Regions from separate parts of the Gossypium arboreum genome. Here region 2 is linked to region 1. A link is a contact called in public Hi-C data. All regions are on one chromosome and are shown on one strand. Each heading gives the region's core, a stretch centred on a gene start, on an enhancer-like site or on the middle of the called end of the contact. The rest is flanking DNA. Distances are from core to core; before and after follow the strand shown.

Region 1 (6,531 bases), core at 3,382-5,881:
AATATTTTCTTGTACCATATCGTGGTGTATGATACCATTTGAAAGAATGATGCTAGACATAAACACCATAAATATCTTGCGAACTTTTTAATTTAAAATATTTAAGGCTTCAAAATATGATTGAGAAAACATTTTTTGTTCTAAAAAAGTATTTCTCATATTCACAACATACAAAAACAAGTTTGGATCGTAGAAGCATGTTGCATATTTCTCAGTTTCAATTATAAGTGGAATTGAGATAATCTATACTTCAAAGACTATATGGAATAAAGAAATCTAAATAATCATAATGATGTAAATTCAAATTTAGATGATGATGAACTCAACTAAGGATCGTCAAATGATGATGAGGAGCATATGTTAAATATTAACTAGGAAATAATCCAATAAATATGCATTCTAACAATTAGATAAAATTGCATATGATATTTATTTATTTTTGTTATTTTTATTAGTAATCGAATTACCAACTATTTTTTAGACTAACATAATACATATGGTCATTTGATTTTAATTTTTGTTACTTGTTTAGAAATTATTCTTATCAAACTAATAATTTTTCATAGTAATTAATATTCTTGAAATATAAAATACATTCTTGTGTAATTATAATTTATACTACCAAATATAAAATTCGACTCTATCAAGAAAACCAATGGAATCGCAAACGCACCATTCATAAACATATGGCTTAGTTCGGATGGGCAGCGTGTTTATCTCCGGTGAGGTTAAAAACTGTAGTGGTAGTGAGATTAGTTACTGTAGTGGTGAGATTGGATACTATAGCAGTGGGATTAGAAATAGCGGTGGATGTGTGTTTGGATTCAAACGCAGCTATAGCGGTGAGTTGAAAATAAAAAATGACCATTATAGACATTAGTTTACAATGTATTTATAATAAAATAAATAATTAAATTTATATTAACAATAAATAATATAATATAACATAAAATAAAATTTTATTTTTTATAAAATGATAATTAAAATATTAAAATCATATGTAATAAAATTTAAATATTTTTAAATTACATTAATAATAAATAATAAAATATATTTAAATTATTTTATATTAAATAATAAATAAAATTTTATATTTATGAAAATAAAATTATATATTTATTAAATTGTTATATAAAAATTAAATAATAATATCTAATAATATTTTGCTTTCTATAAAACTCAAAAAAATAGAAAAAAAAGAACAAGAGTAATAAAGAAAATGACCTCAACTTTTTCTTTATGGCACCTTTGGCTCTAGTGAAAATTGAGAGCAATATCGTGGTGAGAGTTTTCAATTGCATCGCACCTCAAGTCTTCCAAACAATACAGTGAAAAGGATTATTCAGCCAAAATTCCATCTTACCATGGGTAAACTCTAATCCAAAGGAATCCTATACCTTCTCAAGGCACTTCTGAAACAAGAAATGGACTGCTTTAAACACTTGTGCTATTGCTTCTTGGTGGGCTTCTTCATTTCCTTCAGGGAAGCATATCCAAATCAAATTGAAGACTTCTTTTTGGGCCATTAGCCACATTCAATTGCACCCCACAAGCTACAAAATTGCCAGACAAGCCTCCAATGTGATCTTTTGGCGCTCCTTTCATCTCCTTTCAAAATATTTCCTTTCCCTCCTCACTTCTCTCTCCCTTCCATTTCCTTTCTCCTGTTCAGTGTTGAACCCTCTCCTTTTATCTGGGCTTTGGTACCTGGTATACTCGGCGACAAAATGGAGCAGCAGAGAAACCCAAAGATGGCTCAACAACAACAGGAACAAGAGGAGCTTGACGAAATGCAGCACGGTCCCTTCCCTGTTGAGCAGCTTCAGGTCAAATAAGAACAATCTACTATATTTCGCTTTTTGTTCCATTGTATTCAAAAGTAAGACGCTTTTCTATGTGGGTTTTTTTCTAAGTTCCCGAAATGATGTTCCTTTTCTTGATTGGTCCAATTTTTGAGAAGAAATCATAGTGAATTCTTTTTCTAGGATTCCAAAAACGAAAATGGGTTATATTTCCACCATGGGTTCTTTCCAATTTCGTTTTTTTTTTCTTTCCATTTTACCTAATTAGATGAGATCGTAGTAGATGGGTTATATTTTCTCGATTGCTGATTAGGTGGGGAATTTTCTGTTAGGGTTTCTTGTCAAGTTTGGACCATTAGATGGAGATTGTATTAACTGCTTTTTTGTTATACTGTAAGCCATTGAAAATATAAATTCTCTAGTATATCGGGCTTAAGTTATACTTTTGGATTTTGTTCTTATATATATTTTTTTATTCAATTGAAGGCATCGGGCATTGCAGCTCTGGACGTAAAGAAGCTCAAGGATGCTGGTCTTTGTACGGTTGAATCTGTTGCTTATACCCCAAGGAAAGATCTTCTTCAGATCAAAGGAATCAGTGAAGCTAAAGTTGACAAGATTATGGAAGCCGGTATGCTGCTGTTTCCATAATTATGTTGTTCACTATAATCTTGTAAAGTGATTTGAAATTAAAAAAAGTTTTTAAGTCTTCTTTGGTGCTTGACAGCTTCCAAATTGGTTCCCTTGGGCTTCACCAGTGCTAGCCAGCTCCATGCTCAAAGGTTGGAGATAATTCAGATAACATCTGGGTCAAGTGAACTTGATAAAATTTTGGAAGGTGCATACGCTCTCATGTATTTTGACTTTGACTCTTTAACACTCAGTTAAAATTCACTATATGAACTGTAAATTAATTGTATGTATCATTACACACTCACTTGGTTTTCTATAGAACAGGTGGAATCGAGACTGGGTCCATTACCGAGATATATGGTGAGTTCCGTTCGGGAAAGACACAGCTTTGTCACACATTATGTGTAACATGCCAAGTAAGACCTCTTCTCTTCATTCACTGAGTTTTCTTGCAACTCATGTATATGTTGCACATACTTTTTCTGCCTAACATAACAGTAAGTGCATTTGGCCTGCTTCTAAATTTCTATGATATTTCAGCTTCCATTAGATCAAGGAGGTGGTGAGGGAAAAGCAATGTACATTGATGCTGAAGGGACATTCAGACCACAAAGACTATTACAGATAGCGGAGAGGTGATTCGTGGCTACCATGATAAGGACTGTACTGCCATGCTATGTGACAGCATTGATGGTTAACTCTGTTGTTGAATGTTGCAGGTTTGGACTGAATGGTGCTGATGTATTGGAGAATGTGGCCTATGCTAGAGCATATAACACTGACCATCAGTCTAGGCTTTTACTTGAAGCAGCTTCAATGATGGTGGAAACAAGGTATTGATAAAAAAAAGTTCCTTTGCTTGACCCTATCAAGAGGAATTATCTCTAATATAGTTGGGTAACATGGTTGATCATTTGATGGATTTCTTTTATAGGTTTGCGCTTATGATAGTTGATAGTGCTACTGCCCTCTATAGAACAGATTTTACTGGGAGGGGTGAACTCTCTGCCCGACAAATGCATCTTGCGAAGTTCCTCAGGAGCCTTCAGAAATTGGCAGATGAGGTTGGAGGCTTTTTTACATCTTTAGTTGCATTAAGCAATGAATTGCTTTCTTGCTTATGAGTCTCTTACAGTTGTATTTTCACTTGTATTTATCATGTTTTTATGTGCATTTTGTGTGACTGTAGTTTGGCGTGGCCGTTGTAATTACGAACCAAGTAGTTGCTCAAGTGGATGGTTCAGCAATCTTTGCCGGTCCTCAAATTAAGCCTATTGGCGGTAACATCATGGCTCATGCTTCCACAACAAGGTTTGTTATTGAAACTGGAAGGCCTAGTTTTTCCCTTTTCTCCCAACTACTCTTCTTCGAAAGCTTCTACTAACTATAAGCTTGTCATTGACAATAGACTGGCTGTTCGGAAGGGAAGAGGGGAGGAACGTATTTGTAAAATAATAAGCTCACCTTGCTTGGCCGAGGCTGAAGCTCGATTTCAGATTTCTCCAGGAGGTGTAGCTGATGTTAAAGACTGAGCTGTTTCAGCTCAATGTTTTCCAAACAAGTAGCCGCAAAGCTTCCTTTAATTGATCAATCAATTTGTTATTTTGTAGCCATCTGCTTCTGCTAATGAGCAAATCACAAAACTCTGCTATTTTCTTTCTTTGCAATGAAGCTTGCCAAAAATTGGAAGCATCCGTTACAAAGTCTTGCTGCTCATTTCGTCTGTATATGGAACATGTTATTACTCCTATAAAAAATAAAACAGGAAACTGAAGTGAAGTGTATATCAACCTTAAAAAACAAAATTTTTAAGGTTTAAGATTGAACTGGACATTTAGGTAACAACACAAAACTTGTAAAATTAGTTAAAATCAATAAAACCATATTTTGTAAATATAATTTTCTTAATTTTTATTTTACTTTTTAACAATAAATTGGGGTATTTTTCATCTTTGATTTTTGTAAATATAAACTTCTTGAAAATTTATTTTATTTATGAAATTTTCTTAGTTATTATTAATTAATGTTTTAAAAATTAAAATGGTTAAATCAATTGAATTAACTAATTTGATTTTTAATTGCATACTATTTGGTTCCTTTTTCCCTTATTGGTGTAAGAGATTAATTAAGACGAAAAAAAAAATAGAAAATGGAATACGACGTCGTTGAAGTGAAAACAGTACGTCTTGAAAGGTCATCAGCTTCACCACGTCAAACCACAACCGGGTTTAAAATGGCGTTGGATTCAATTAGTAGCGTCGTCTAATGAGCAAATAGCTAAAGGTCCGTCTGGTCCATCACAACCAGACTCCCCGAAACAAAACAGAACCCAAAAAAGAAAAAAAGAATGGCAACAAATTCAGCAGCAACACCTCCAAACCTCCCCAAATCTGGAGCCATTTCCAAAGGCTACAACTTCGCTTCTACTTGGGAACAGGTTCTCTTTCTTCTGTACTTACTCTTCCAACTCGTAATCGTTTGCCTTCAACTTTCCGAGTTGAACCTCTCCTAATTTAGATCTGCTTTAATTGGATCTCAATGAACTTAAAAAACTTTCAACTCATTTCTCCTGAGTTTGATTTCATTATCTTTAAATGTAGCAATTATAAGATCCGATCTCCTAAACGGAGCGGTAATTGTAACCGAAATGTTATCACATTATTTTTTTTGGAGTAAAATGTCATTATATTATTAATAATTCGGAAGAGTTAAAAAATTTTTAGTTTGAAGTTCGGATCTGTGTTGTGGAACCGAATGCGCTATTTTAGATTTTTTTTTTTTTTGCTTAATTTGATTTCTTTATTTTGGGTTTGTGTGTAGAATGCGCCTCTGACGGAGCAGCAGCAAGGAGCAATACTGATGCTATCTCATGCAGTTGCGGAAAGGCCGTTTCCGGCAAATTTGGTGAGTAATTTTGTTGCTTGTTGTTACTTTTTTTAATTGCATTTTGGATATTTTGGTGAAAGACGTTTGGAACGTGCTCTTGTAGGCTCAAGAGCGAACCTCTGGGCAAGATGCTGGCTTGTCTGTTTCTACAAAGGATAACAATTTTGGAGATTCTGAAGCTATTGAGGCAATTTTGGTTAATACAAATCAGGTAAGTCAGATTTATTATGTGTCTTGTTTGAGTTGGAATCTAATCTTACGTAGATGGTTACATTAGTTTGTTTTTCTAATGTTCTAATTCTACTAGGGTTATGAAATTGATTAATTCTGATCTAAAGCATTTGCTTCTTTTTCCTATTCTGTACAGTTCTATAAATGGTTCACAGATCTTGAATCGGCCATGAGGTCTGAGGTTAGTAGTTATATCTTGTTGCAACATATATGTTCGTTGGACAATGATGTTGAATATTTGTTTATTTTATCTAAATTGGTTCTCTTAGACTGAGGAGAAATATCAGCACTATGTTAATACTCTGACAGACCGCATACAGACTTGTGATGATATACTTCGACAGGTACGTTCATGACCTGTTTTATATCTCTGTGTATTCTATCATTTGCTTTGCTGGCTATTTATTAAGTTAGATCTATCTTTTCCTTATGATTTCTAAGCTAGAAGTATACTTCTGTGCAGGTGGATGAGACCCTAGATCTTTTTAATGAACTACAGCTGCAACACCAAGCGGTAGCAACAAAAACTAAAACTCTTCATGATGCATGTGATCGATTGGTATGATTTTTTTTTGTATGGTTAGGAATTTGGTTCCATCTTTTTGTTTCTAGCTTTTCACTTTGGGCTTTATGTTTGATAGCTGTAATCCACTTCTCTGTGGGATGGAAAATTTTGGTTTAAGTTAGTCGATTGATTGCATCACTAGCTTGTTCTTTATTGCAGGTAATGGAGAAGCAAAAGCTGATCGAGTTTGCTGAAGCACTTCGCAGTAAGCTCAAGTATTTTGATGAGTTGGAGAATGTAAGGTTTGAATGCTATCTTAACTAGAGATCGGTTTACTTTGAATTTATATATTGCTTTTGTCTTAGTTTATGGCCTTTTATCCTTTAGGATTTATGTTAATATATATAGGGTCATGTTGAATTGTTGTCAGTCCAATAAGTCCGAAATTCATGGTTTTGTAATTTAACCTCTTGT
Region 2 (7,081 bases), core at 4,113-6,612, 360 kb after region 1:
CTTAGAAATTGGTAAAATTACTCTTTAAGGACCTCTAATTAATAATCTAATTCAATTTTATGCAAAATACTTCTAGAACACAAGTTTTGCAATTTATTCAATTTAGTCCCAAATTTCAAATTAAGCACTTTATGCATAAAATTTCTTCACGAAATTTTCACACAATCATGCAATCATATCATAGACCTTAAAATAATCATAAAATAATTATTTATATCTCAGATTTTGTGGTCACGAAACCACTATTCCGACTAGGCCCAAAATCAGGATATTACAATATGAGCCAGCAGGAGTAGAGTACGGTGGTGGATATGAGTAGGAAGGAGAGAGAATACGGTGGTGGATAGGAACGGAAGGAGCGAGGTACGGTGGTGGATAGGAGGTAGAAGTAGTAGAGTACTGATGTGGTAGGGGGCTGAAGGTATCAAAATCTGAATAATATCCGTGGGCTGAAGAGCCCGAGAAATAGTCATTGCCCCCAAAATCTAGATAATAAGAGCTACTCCCGGAGTGTAGCTCCGGATCTGGCTCCGGCTCTAGATCCGGCTCCGGCTCCGGCTCCGGCTCCGGCTCTACCTCCGGCGCTGGTGCATGATATGGATCTGGAAGATGTTGCCCAATCCGTGTCGTATGAGGGGGGACAACCATCGACCGCCCACCAAATAAAAATGGTTTCCCCTTCTCATAGTACCACTTGTAGAAATCTTGTGGCGAGGGCCGCAGATCCAAACAACGATGCATCTGAGGTACCCTACTAAACCGGTTGTTCCACATCGTAATATATTCTGAATGCTCATCTCCCCAATCAGTTCCATGCCTCCCCCTCCTAGTCATGCAATGTAGCTGTTCATTCAATCTTCTTGGTCGTGTCGGGATATATTGTATACAACCGAATCTGTTGAGTACTCGATCGCCATGGTACCACTCCACCGTTTGAAATCGGATAAGGGTGCGCTAATGCACCATAGGTGTGAGTGGACGTGGGCATACGATGGAATAACAAATTGTAACCGAGGAGCAGAAGAATATGGCATCCAAATGAACTGCATGATTCATAACATTTTTATATTAACGGGTTAAGTGAGATAAAATAATAAAATAAAATAATATTAGAAAAACTTACTCCCTCTCCGAATGATTCTCGATCATCGACGGTATATCGGAACCGTGTATGACCTCCTAATACCGGATTCGTGCTCCATCTATGAAAATAAATTGTTAGAATAATATAATCCAAAAAGAGACAATTAATTGTCATGTAACGCTTAAAGATTCATCACCTGTTAACGAGTGGAAATACATATGATTGGTGACTAGTGGATGCCAAGAATGGCATCCGATAAAGCGCCCATGACTGCAACAGTATAAGGCATCCACCTATGTCAACCGCAGAGGCATCTGTCGTCCGACAAAGTTCGCGGTACAAAGCACTAACATCTGCGGACCCCAATCGTATGAGCGTGTGTTATGCGATTTGATAGCGTGGTAAGTACATCGGTGGACTTCAACGCCGTGTGTATCCGCATGAGTACACCTCCTATAAGGTGCATAATATAAGCTCGCGCTGCCTGCATAACCTCTAATTCAGTGGCAGTACTAGGCAAATATTCAAAATTGGCCTTTAGCCATGAAAACCTCAAGGTTTGAAATTTTCCCTCACTTGGCGAGCATCCAAGTAAGTCATAGCAAAGGCGAGCCGGCCTGGAAATCAAACTTACGTCCGTGACCGCATTCCCATCGATGGGGAGCCCCAGCTGTAGTGCAACATCCTCTAGAGTGATGGTGCACTCCCCACACGGCAAATGAAATGTGTGGGTCTCCGGACGCCATCGCTCGACTAAGGCAGAAATCAAGTCATATCGTAGACTAAAAGTCCAGATCAATGCTACTGATCCGAACCCGGCTAACTCTAAGAACGGTATTAGGCGTTCATCCGGTTGAAACCCTACACTATGAATACGGGCCTTCAATGCGCGGTATTTTCGACTGACATTATTATATTAACGAAATAGTTAATACAATAGAATTTCATTCAACAAATAATGTAATGTGAATATCAAATAAAAATTCATTACCATCTCATTAATGTTACTTGATATGTGATTAGTATTATCAATCAATGAATCCATTTGCCACAAATCGCAATTAAAATTATATAACAACAAATTTAATCAAAATTTTAATCAATCAATAAAAATTATCAAATAAATAATTCAATAAATTTATATAACCTAATCATTTTTTAAAATACCTTATCCAAAATATCACAATACACTAATACACTACTAAAAATAATTTTATTGCACAACCATTTTGAAAATTAATTTTATAATTCCCCATCATTTATATACAATAAAAATAAATATAAATTATCTAAAGATTAAAAACATATGAATTAAAAATAATTGAAATTGAAACATACGAATAGTTTCTTTCACACAACCTATAAAATTATATAATAACAAATTTAATCAAAATTTTAATCAATCAATAAAAATTATCAAATAAATAATTAAATAAATTAAATTTACATTATATAAAAATTACATTAAAAATCACACTACACTAATACACTAATAAAAAATAATTTTATTGCACAACCATTTTAAAAATGAATTTTATAATTCCCCATCATTTATATACAATAAAAATAAATATAAATTATCTAAAGATTAAAAAACATATGAATTAAAAATAATTGAAATTGAAACATTCCTAAGTAGTTTCTTTCACGTAACCTATAAAATTATATAACAACAAATTTAATCAAAATTTTAATCAATCAATAAAATTATCAAACAAATAATTCAATAAATTAAATTTACATTATATAAAAATTACATTAAAAATCACACTACACTAATACACTAATAAAAAATAATTTTATTGCACAACCATTTTAAAAATTAATTTTATAATTCCCCATCATTTATATACAATAAAAAATAAATATAAATTATCTAAAGATTAAAAAACATATGAATTAAAAATAATTGAAATTGAAACATTCCTAAGTAGTTTCTTTCACGTAACCTATAAAATTATATAACAACAAATTTAATCAAAATTTTAATCAATCAATAAAAATTATCAAATAAATAATTCAATAAATTAAATTTACATTATATAAAAATTACATTAAAAATCATAAAACACTAAACTATAAACACTAACAACTTATAATTATTAATTACTAATACAAAACAACTATAAAATTATTTTCTTAAAAAATATATTTCTAAAAAATCATAATACAGAAAAATTACTAAAATACATTATTAAAAAATCACAATACACTAATACATTTTAAAATTAATTTTATAATTTCTTATCATTTACAAAACCATTCAATTCAAGTCCGTCTTTTCTATTTTTTCTCAATCTTTTTACTTTCGATTTTCTAGTCTCTAAACTTCTAAAAATTCTAAATTATTTTCTTTATGGTTACAAATTATTTATAACAACATATTTAACAAAATAAATTTCTCATTATTAAACTAAACAAAATAATTTAAAATATAATCTTAAATTACTAATAAATTAATTTTAAATTAATTACTAACACAAAAATTTATCAAATAATTCTAAATTACAAATAATTTAATTTTAAAATAATTATAAAATTTAACTAACCTTTTTTTTATTTCTTCTTCTTTCTTCTTCTTCTTCTTTTTTTTTCTACCTTTGCTCTTCTTTGCTCCTACTTCTAACGCAGGAAACATTGTGGGGACCTTATATGGGGTTTCAAAATTTATTTTAATAAAATTTTAACCTCCCAGACATGACAAGTGACTGTGGGAAGGGACATGATGGGATTGATCTTGCAGGTGTGGCGCCCTGCAGCGCCACATGTGGCGCCTTGAGTCCTGGCGACACTTGTTTTTGACCAGATTTTTTAAAAAATATAATAAAAAATAATAATAATAAAATATTTAAAAAATTATTAATAAAATAATATGTCGCTACTGTTAGGTAGGCGACTAAAAAAGTAACCTATTTCAATAAATAATCTATCGACAACCTATTTTCAGTATATAATAATTTTTTTATATTAGATTTGTAAAAAACCGATTAATTCACATTACAAAAATGATTTAAATGAAAATTATTTCACTAAACTCACAATATTTAATTTTACAATTTATATAATTTAAAAATTATATTTTAAAAATATAATTTTACATTTGCAACATTCAAAAATAATTTCACTAAACTTACAATATATAATTTTACACCACGAGCAATTTTCTCAATACTAAAAAAATGATTTTGTTCAAGACCGATATCATTATGTCTTACAAATAAAACATAATTAAATGATTTTGTTCAAGATCTATAGTATTATGTCTTACAAATTGAAAAATATAATTTTTAAGCTGCAAGACGAGCAAATCGTCCGAGCAAGTTTTTCAATGTTATTATCTTGCTTCTCGAATGCCGTTGATAGTAATGATCTCACCCGTGCAGTTCAATTTGGCATTCCTTAAACTTTCAAACATTTCGTTGACCTAGAGAATCCCAAATAATCCACTTGTTGCCGCATAACCAATTTAAACTCGTTACCAAATAAATAATTGGCAAAAAAAATAATCATTAAATTTGCAGATGCCGAAGCTCCACCAGATTATCATTAAACAAAACATACCTCAAATTATAAATTTTATTAAATAAACAAAAACACAAATACATAAAAAAAACACCCATCATCTCTTTCCCATTCATCCTCTCCTCTAACACAATATAAAAAAAATTATTTCAACTTATAGTGATCAAGGGTTATATTTAACTATTTGATTACATTAGAGAGAATGACTCTATCAAATAAAATATTATTTTATATTTAAATTTAATTAAATTTTAAAAAATACAATACAATAATAGCGATATTCTTAATGGCTCTATTAAATAAAATATAATTTCCTTTTTACAGTTTTAAATTTAAAAAAAAACACATAAGTGCAACAAATAAAATAATATCTTTTAAAATTTAAAAAATTAAAAAACCTGACACATACATCATAGTTTATTTCTGGGGCTTTCCTTGATATTTATATAGATAGTATCGTTATCTTTCGTTCGATGAACTTTGAATATTCATTCCAAATAATTTATGTACATAATCAAACTAGTGAATATTTTCGTATTTTATTAAAAATTTTAAGATCATATTAATAATAAAAAAAAAGCCGGTAAATGCAAGTCTTAAGGAGACGTGATGAGGTGGAGAAAGGGTAACTTGTCCCAGTGGCAAAAATTGAAACCTAACATTAGACATGATTTAATTATGGGAAGGCATTTGGAAGTAGGATATACGTGGCCCCACGTGATTGGAAGTAATAGATATGTAATAACTGAAAAGTGGGACCCATCTTCTCTGTCCCTAGCGTCATATCCTTATCATCACCCCAAAACAAAAAGGGGAGTGATAATCCATCCATGATTCACGAGTAGGATTCCAGATACATGCATTAACATATCATCATTCATTTATTTATACTATATTTTCCTGATAAACTTCCTCCGCTCTGAAGCCTTTAATCCGTATTACGATCTCTTCTTCTATGATTCCCGGAAGCTAGGTGGCAGCTGCCCATCTTTTTTCACAACTAAACTTTTCCTTTCTTTCAACGTAGAGCGGTTCCTCTGTTTCAACGTTATTATTATTATTATTTTTATTATTTTCATTGTTAAACTCAATCAATATGATTTCTGAGTTTCAGACTAATATTTGTTCTAATGACATGTAATTCATACATGTTCATAGTCTCTACTCATCAGTTCAGTGATATATCTTTTTCTTTCCCAGAACTGTTTGATCACCGCTTCAATTTGGGTTCATCTCATCTTTTAATTCTTCATTTACAAGTAAGTTGTATTTTCTTCAATCTCTGTTTCTCTCTCTTACGTGTTTGAATCTTTCCTCAACTTGTGTTTATATAACTTCAAAATCACACTTAATTTGTTCGATTGAATGAGAAATGATCCCAATAAAACAAACTGTCGGCGGTATTTAAATTTCTCAGTGACTGATCTCATTGAGGTATAATTGTTGTGCAGCAATTTGTTTCATTCTTAGTTTGTTTTCTATTTTATTATGGGATCCTCTGTAAGAAACATACTTTGATTAGTATTTTTTGTTCAATCCCATTCTAAAGAAGCCTGTAATAGTCCTAGTTGTTCATTTTTTTTTTCTTTTGTTTTCTCTGGTGAAGGTTCAAGATGCTTGGAAATGGAGTTGTTGGGATTCTTTCTGAGTCATCAAATAAATGGGAAAGAAGGGTTCCTCTCACCCCATCACATTGTGCTCGACTTTTACACAGCGGGAGGGAGAAAACAGGTATAGCTCGTATAATAGTGCAGCCATCGACGAAGCGCATCCATCACGATTCCCTCTACGAGGATGTTGGTTGTCACATATCAGATGACTTATCAGAATGTGGTCTTATTTTGGGTATCAAGCAACCAAAGGTGCTAAATGTTCACCATTCCCTATTGTTTACATTTTACAATCTTTTATGGCCTAACTGGTTGTGCTTTATTGCAGTTAGACATGATTCTTCCTAATAGAGCTTATGCCTTCTTCTCACATACTCACAAAGCTCAGAAGGAGAATATGCCATTATTAGATAAGGTAAGCTTCTTCTGTTGTATCTTTGTATGACACTATGAACTTATTGTATGACTTTGTCTATGGCATGCATGTAGATCCTCGCGGAGAGGGTATCGTTGTATGACTATGAGCTTATTGTTGGGGACAATGGTAAAAGGTTACTTGCATTTGGCAAATATGCTGGCAGAGCAGGAATGATCGATTTATTACGCGGATTGGGACAGCGTATGCTCTATGACTCTTTAATCCTTTTAAAATTTTGGAGATTTTATCATTTGCATACCTTTGTCTATGTGAAGATGCTGAATTGTCATCAAATTTCAGGGTATTTGAGTCTTGGATATTCAACACCATTCCTGTCTCTGGGTGCATCATATATGTATCCTTCCTTGGCTGCTGCAAAGGCTGCAGTGATCACCGTGGGTGAAGAGATAGCTTCTCAGGGACTGCCTTCAGGGATATGTCCTGTAA

Evidence for each region. Hi-C and Micro-C count contacts between places; a contact is called where the count stands out from the background.
Region 2: a contact with region 1 is called in a Hi-C map of leaf, with 4 times the contacts expected there. The contact joins the promoter of LOC108486121 here to the promoter of LOC108486627 in region 1. A contact is called at or near these places in 2 of 5 Hi-C or Micro-C datasets (both in leaf).

What each region holds. Positions count from the first base shown.
Region 1 is chr6:116,598,806-116,605,336 of ASM2569848v2, forward strand. LOC108486627 (conserved oligomeric Golgi complex subunit 3-like) reads left to right here and starts at 4,632. Exons shown (of 25, transcript XM_017790777.2): 1 at 4,632-4,872; 2 at 5,256-5,339; 3 at 5,425-5,532; 4 at 5,689-5,733; 5 at 5,822-5,896; 6 at 6,016-6,111; 7 at 6,277-6,354. The coding sequence starts at 4,783. LOC108485477 (DNA repair protein RAD51 homolog) reads left to right here and starts at 1,552. Exons shown (of 9, transcript XM_017789324.2): 1 at 1,552-1,826; 2 at 2,289-2,433; 3 at 2,530-2,640; 4 at 2,760-2,851; 5 at 2,976-3,070; 6 at 3,155-3,268; 7 at 3,370-3,499; 8 at 3,625-3,746; 9 at 3,844-4,138. The coding sequence starts at 1,728. The coding sequence ends at 3,967.
Region 2 is chr6:116,956,100-116,963,180 of ASM2569848v2, forward strand. It overlaps LOC108486121 (alpha-aminoadipic semialdehyde synthase), which reads left to right and starts at 5,363. Exons shown (of 26, transcript XM_053029549.1): 1 at 5,363-5,447; 2 at 5,807-5,865; 3 at 6,213-6,468; 4 at 6,545-6,631; 5 at 6,706-6,835; 6 at 6,935-7,081. The coding sequence starts at 6,220.